2 separate regions of the Astyanax mexicanus genome follow, and region 1 is linked to region 2. The links are chromatin contacts, called in public Hi-C maps. All regions are on one chromosome and are shown on one strand. Each heading gives the region's core, a stretch centred on a gene start, on an enhancer-like site or on the middle of the called end of the contact. The rest is flanking DNA. Distances are from core to core; before and after follow the strand shown.

Evidence for each region. Hi-C and Micro-C count contacts between places; a contact is called where the count stands out from the background.
Region 1: a Hi-C map of muscle shows a contact between it and region 2, with 17 times the contacts expected there. The contact joins two enhancer-like sites. A contact is called at or near these places in 2 of 3 Hi-C or Micro-C datasets (both in muscle).

The regions. Positions count from the first base shown.
Region 1 is chr21:5,787,336-5,790,969 of AstMex3_surface, reverse strand. All of the region lies in intron 4 of runx1 (RUNX family transcription factor 1), which reads right to left. Among protein-coding and RNA genes, the nearest start is that of LOC103026765, 45 kb to the left of the region's middle. Within about 2 kb of position 1,884, the one cell type or tissue checked has an H3K27ac peak away from gene starts, as active enhancers do.
Region 2 is chr21:5,666,325-5,670,277 of AstMex3_surface, reverse strand. No RefSeq gene overlaps it. Among protein-coding and RNA genes, the nearest start is that of LOC111193575, 8.5 kb to the left of the region's middle. Within about 2 kb of position 2,482, the one cell type or tissue checked has an H3K27ac peak away from gene starts, as active enhancers do.

The DNA of each region.
Region 1 (3,634 bases), core at 635-3,134, 120 kb before region 2:
TACTCTCTCTCTCTCTCTCTCTCTCTCTCTCTTTCTCTCTCTCACTCTCTCACACACACATTTGTAATACCACAGAAACATTTACCCAGATGCATTTCAGCGTTTTGAAAAGCAAGCTAAGGAAGATGAATTATAGCTACTTTTATCACTGTTATACTATCAGTGCTCCAAAAATAGCCGTATTGATCAAGCCTGTAAAAAGCAGCCCTGGACTCGGCTCAGGTACTGTGCACAGAGAGACGTATAGAGACGTATCTCTGAAACGATTCCCTTAATTCCTTTATCAAATCCAATCTGTTTATTTTGTTGAAAATGTATCATCACTAGAGATGCACTGAATATTTAACTGAAATTATTCTTCTGAAAATGGCAAAAAATACGTTTTGTTGTTTGGCTAAATGAGATAAAATACAATGCAGTGAGTGTGGAAGAAACATTTTCCACACTTTGTGCATTTAAACTGAACAAAAAAGGTGCTTAGCATCACTTATTGTGATCAGTATCAGTTTAGTCAGTTTACAACCTCTTTCTAAACTGTTAAAAACTGTCTAGCTAAAAGATACCAGCTGTACAGGGCTAGTATAGTAGTGTTAGATAAGTACGTCTGAGACAAAAAAATTACACTTGAAAAACACTGCTGAGGTACATTACATACATCACTAAAAGCATGGATGAGGAACGTACAGTATATGACAAAAAATTGCTCCGAGTAAGTTTATAAATGTATTATTAGAAATGCATCGCTGAGGTAAATGCATGGCTAAAATAATGCTGCTTATGTAGCTATGATTAGCAGTGCTGAGTGCAGGTTCTCAAAAAATGTTATAAGTAAGTATTTTTGCATTGTAGTTTTGTAAATGCTTTTTCTTTGACATAAAAAAGTACATTAGGCTATTTAATGTATTCTACATTTATGCTTATAAATCAATGGAAATTGGAAAAAGTGGGCAATTTATTTCAAAATTTTCAAGGATTCAAGGATTCAAGGAGACTTTATTGTCATTCACATCACATGTGCTACATGAGGTGGAACGAAATTGTGATCTCACGATCCAGTTTACACCCAGGAGCTGTTGTTAAAATAGATAAATATAGATAAAATAGATACAAAATAAAATAACACAATAAAAATAGAAGATAAATACACAAAAATGAATAAATAGGGAGAGTAGGCAATGATAAAGTAATTAAGAGCAGTACAAGATAAAGTTTCTCAGTGCGGTTTAAGGTGACGGGGTTTGTTTCTGCCAAATGTTTAATAATCATATTATATAATATAATTAACAATACTTCATCTTTAAAACACACAAAAGGTGAATAAAGCTATTTTGGTACCACTTTAAAATAAGACTACCTTTATAAAGCGTTTATAATTGTTTTACAATTAGTTTGCAATTAGTTTATTAATGGTTACTTATTAGGTTGTAAATGCCTTAAAAATTATGAGTAATCAGTTATAAACCATACGTAGAAAGGGCAACAATATAGATGGCTGTGTAATATAATCACTATTTGGCAAACAACAGGTCATTGTTGCCCTTTCTATGTATGTGTTATAACTGATTATTAATGATTTTTAAGGTATTTACAACCTAATTAGTAATCATTTATAAACTAATTGTAAACCATTTATAAACACTTTATTAAGGTAGTCTTATTTTAAAGTGGTACCGCTATTTTAAAAAGTGCAATTCATAGATTAGAGACAGGAGTGATTATAGTGGTAATTTGAGATGCACCAATTATAAGTCTACTCTGTTATCCTGAGTCTGAGCCTGTATGTGACACACGGTCTATACAGTCAGACAGACATTACTCGCTGATGTTGCCACTCGTTACAGTGCAGTCGTTCAACAGGCAGTTGTTCGACTGGAGGCACAATGGGCTGATTGAGGGCCGGCCGCTCGGCTAGCGTAAATAGAGGCTTGTGTTTTAAATAGATAAGGGCCTGCGCATTTGACTGCACCTGATTTTACCCAAGTCATGTCTAGCCGTCCGTTAAAGGAAATTTCGAACGACGGGTTATGACTGTACAGCAGCGAGACAAACTATCGCTTAACATCAAATACGGTTATGAATGTACAGCCACAGCTAATTATACATACACACCGTACAGTTCACACACGGGTACAAACACACACTGTTCGGCATCTGACTGAAGACAACTCAGATACGGTCCTCAGACAGACATACTGTAGAACACACTGCCGCTACTGACTATACAGCTCTGTATAAAAAAAATAAGAGAGCACTTAAAAATGATGAGTTTCTTTGATTTTACCAAATTAAAAACCTCTGGAATATAATCAAGAGGAAGATGGATGATCACAACTCATCAAACCAAACTGAACTGCTTGAATTCAATTTTTGCACCAGGAGTAAAGGCATAAAGTTATCCAAAAGCAGTGTGTAAGACTGGTGGAGGAGAACATGATGCCAAGATGCAAAATATTGATTGCTTAGGTCTTAAAACTTCTTGAACTTGTGTTCCTTGCATTATTTTAGGTCTGAAAGCTCTGCATATTTTTGTTATTTCAGCCATTTCTCATTTTCTGCAAATAAATGCTCTAAATAACAGTATTTTTTACTTGGAATTTGGGAGAAATGTTGTCTAGTTTTTAGAATTTTTTTCCAGGGCTGTTACTGGGACTGGTTATGAGATCACTTCTATCTTCTTAATCAAATTCATCCTATTTCTTGTAATAATAATGTATTATTACTAGAGATGCACCCAATATTTGGCATCCAAAATCGTTTGCCTGCAAAGAGTTAAAATACCTAATAGTAATTTGCTAAACCAATAAGTTTAAGTTCATTTTTTACAGTCTACTCTAATTTTACACAAATGAAATGAACTAAACTGTTCAACATCACTCATCAGTTTCATCAATAATTTCACAAACTATCTGTTTTCCAGCTGAAAGATACACAGAGCTGTACAGGGCTAGTATAGTAATGTTACCTGACCTTGCTAAGACTGTACACTGTACACACTGCCAATATTGACTGTAACTGAGAGCTTATTTCCTTATATCACCATCAGTTCTTTATCAAATTCAACCGATTTCTCGTAATAACAATTTATTATCACTAGAGATGCACCCAATATTTGGAAACTCAAACGATTTGCCTGAAAATGACAAACAAGCACTTTCTGTAAGCTGAAAGACCCAGTAATTTATACTGAACAATGGCTGATTTACTAAACCAACATGTTTAAGTTCATTTTTTACAGTCTACTCTAATTTTACACAAATTAAATGAACTAAAGTGTTTCAACATCTCTCATCTAATTCATCCATATCCCACCTTTTCACAAACTGGCTGTTTTCTAGCTGAAAGATACACAGAGCTGTATAGAGCTAGTATAGTAATGTTACTTGACCTTACTAAGCCTATACACTGTAAACCCCCAGCCACTGTTGACTGTAACTGGGACTGGTTATGAGCTCATTCCCTCATATCACCATCAGTTCTTTAAAAAAAAATATTTGTCTGAAAATGGCAAACAAGCACTTTCTGTAAGCTAAAAGACCTAATAATTTATACTGAGCAATGACTAATTTACTAAACCAACTTGTTTAAGTTCATTTTTTATACTCTACTTCATTCAGCATTACTCATCAGTTTACTC
Region 2 (3,953 bases), core at 1,233-3,732:
TAATTAAATGTTTTTTGTAAGAGTACTACATTTAATTACAATAACAATTAAATTACATAAATAAATAATATATTCAAATGAGCATAATGTGCAAACATATAGTAACAGTTAAAAGTTCGAACAGGAGACTCTAATGCAGGGGTGTCCAAACTTCGGCCCACGGGCCATTGGCGGCCCGTTTCTTTTTTGGAGCGGCCCGCGAGGTATTTTAGAAATAGAATGAAAGTTGGCCCGCTGTTAAGCAGGTTTTTATAATGTGAGATTCAAAGTTTGAACGCTAGGTGTCAGAATTGGGCCAAAGAGTCTAAAAGCGGACAGAGTGCGCATTTCTAGCGCAGAAGAAACGGGCCAAAGAGTCTAAAATCGGAGAGAGTGCGCATTTCTAGCGCAAAAAACGGGCCAAAGAGTCTAAAAGAGGAGAGAGTGCGCAGTTCTAGCACAGAAGAAACGGAGCAAAGAGTCTAAAAGTTGCCGTAATTAAGGAGTTTAATATTAAGAGACATCATGAAATTAAACATCAATTTGAAAAATCTTAGTTTACACAACACTGTCAAAGATGAAGATAGTAAGTCAAGTAAAATGGTGTGTAAATGAAAGTAATCAGGAAAATGTATTATTTAAAGTGGTATATTTCATTATTTGTTTTATTACAGAGTCTGTGGCCCGTGACTTCAAATATATTTCTCCTTCTGGCCCCAAACAAAGAAAGTTTGGACAAACCTGTTCTAATGCCATGTCAATTAATTTCCCAACCAATCACCAGCTTTCCCCTGCCATTTAAATAACCATTATTATTAACTCAATTTCCGCTTTTTCCCTCCATTCTCTTCACCACTTCTAGTGTGGTCCCTCTTAGGGGGCTGGCTCCTCCCTGCATTCCATATATGGCAGGATCTGCAAGTGTCAACGATGAGGCCTTTAACGATGAGACGACTTCAATAAAACGTCTGTTCTGTATCAAATTGTTAACTTTTTTAAGATTAAATATTTCATATTTTGCATTTTGTCTTGTGCTGGTTAAAATAGAACTTAAAATAGCAGTCTTTGCCCCAGAATTAAGTTCCAGAATATTAAGTTGGAGATAAGTAGAAGTCTTTAAGGCTATGGGCATTAATGTACATCCTGCGCAAGGTACGTCACAATGCTCATTACTATCTTACACCCTGCCAACAGGCTATTTTCACACCTTCTGCCTGTGTCCTTTAAACAGCAACAGTGCTTGTGAATATATCTATACTGATGGGTGTGGTGGTCTGAAAGTAAGGTGTGTTCAGGTACATTTATCGAGTGTTGTTATCTTGGCAATGGAAAACACAGGTGCACCACTGACTGATTACAACCTAGACAGAAGTCAACAGACAGACGTTCATTGCTGTCTTGGCAATGCAGGCATGCAGCACATACACACCTGCTTGTCACACACACACACACGCACACACACATTCACACGCATCAGCAGCCGGACCAATCTGCCAAAGTCTATAGCACTATAGTTACATATAGGTTACTATAATAGGGCCATATATAAAAAAGTTTATCACACATGGCTGTGGCTTTTATCTGGATTTATATTATTTGAAATTATGCAGTGCATTGCAGTTAGGAGGCCCTAATTATCTTAATTAATCATGGGTGATTTTTGGATGTAACGTAAAATAAACAAATCATTGTGTCAGTTGTCATTCCCTTTAAGAGGCAGGTGAGCTCTGACTTTGGCGCGTTAATATCTTAACATTGCAGCACTTTTGTGTGTCTCTGCAGAGGATACTGATCTGCTCGTTCACGCTGTGAAGTTACACCAGCAGCTCATTTAAGGGAACAGTAATGTTATTTTATTCTTTATTCTGTTTATTGTTGAGTTAAAAGATGGGTTTGTGCTCTGCACGCTGAGTGCATCTATAGGAATGGACTCTGATGATTAACTGTTGTCAGGGTTTTAATCAGTCAGTGGAGCTCCTGTGTTTTCCACCTCCAAAATATATGGAAACACAGCAGAAATTTAGATGAAACACCTCACTTCACTTTTAGACCAATACATCCATCAGTGTAGATTTATTTTATTAACTCCTAAATGTGGCTTTTTTAATGGCAAAGGTGCAAGGCGTGAAAATAGACTGTTGGTGGGGTGTAAGATAGCAAAGAGCATTGCGCTTTTGCACCTTGTGCAAAAAGTTTTTTTAACGATTAATCCACACTGAAACGTGAGTTAACACAGTTTTACAATTGACATTATTGATCACTAAATGTTGATTAATTGTTAACTGAACCGTGTCGTGAATGCTGACTGGATTTTCTCAGGCTTGCACTCTCAACCTTAGCCTCTTTTTCATTATCTCTCTCGTCTTGTTCTCTTTTCAGTTACTATGAAACAGCTCACTTCCTCTTTCCACCAGCTTCGTATTCAACAGTCATTTTCATGCAAAGCACCTTCTCGCCCAACTGGAGCTGCTCCAGCCCAGCCTGGGCTCTAAAAACGAGCCCGAGCCAGCGCGGGGGGGCGCGGTGTGGGCTGAGTGAGAGTGGTGTTAAGATGTGGGCTTTAGAAGGCCTTACACTGACCTCAAATAATTACAGATACTAAACCACTGTATTGACTAATAATGGTTAGTGGTTAAGCCACTGGATATTGGGTCATCGCAAGCATTGCAACAATTCCCACACACACACTCACACACACACACACACACACTCACACACACATGTCCAGATAAAAGACTCGGAAAGTGCTCAGTCAGCATTAAACCACAGAAAACTGAATTTACACCACATGGTCCTGATCAAGCAGAGAATCCAGCATCTCTCCAGCCTGTCATTTGCAGACGCATGCGATGGCATTGAGATGAGGTGATGTCTGTCTGAATAACAGCGTCTGTGACTCAGAGTTGGGCTATGGGAGCTTTCTGAGCTCTCAACCTGAGACACAGACAGTCAGAGCAGGAACAGTCAGGACTCAGAACACGTTCCCCACGTCCACGTCTCATGTCAAATTCAGAATCAGCTTTATCTGCCAAATACAGATTGAAATTATTATCACTACTTACCAGCACTTTCCACTGCTACTGTACTTCACTAAACTATTTATTACTGTATCAAGTAATCAAGTCATCAAATCAAGTGATGCCATTATTGAAACCCTTTCAGTTCCGTAAAGTATCCTGTATTAAAAATGTAAAAAAAAAAAAAGTAGTATAGAATAGAATAGAGCAGGGGTATTTAATTAGAATTCAGTGTGGTCCAGTTAGAGAAAATTTTGACAGGCCAAGGTCCGGACCAATTGTTAACTTGTGTTATAATTAAGTGCTGTATCCTGTAAGGTTGTTTGAACTGAATGATGAAAAAATACAACATGATAATAATAATAATAATAATAATGATAAAAAATACCTCTCTGGCCAGATTTTGTTTACATTCCTCCCCTGTCTGTCTCTCTGTCGCGCTCGACGTGACTTTAGTTACCGCTCATTCTCGTTTTTCTGCCCGTTCTCGTGCTCCCTATCTCCTTATAAAGGCGTTTTTTCATGGCCGCGTCCCAATTCAACAGCTGGAGTAGCGTGACCGCGACCCTGACAACACGGGTTCGATCCCGCGCGAGGAGCAGTGTGTTTATTTATTTATTTATTATCTATACTGTGTCTGCACAGATCTGATTGACTGAAGAGAGCGTTTGGTGATCTTACCCCACACGTGATTGGTCTGTGAGTTTACTGCGCCGCAATTGGACAACGTTTGGGTCCGGACCCGGACCGAGGTCTGTCCATTAGTGACCTCTGGAATAGAGGGTTCCCACAGGTCCTTGAAAAGTCTTAAATTGTCTTACATTAAAATCTGTATAATTAAGGTCTTAAATTGTCTTAATTTCTGTACTGTTCATTTGCTGTAGGTGTTAAATTTTTAGATTATCTGTTTAATGTTGGTGGGAAAGCACAAACTAATATTAGCGGTGAGTTAGCGGA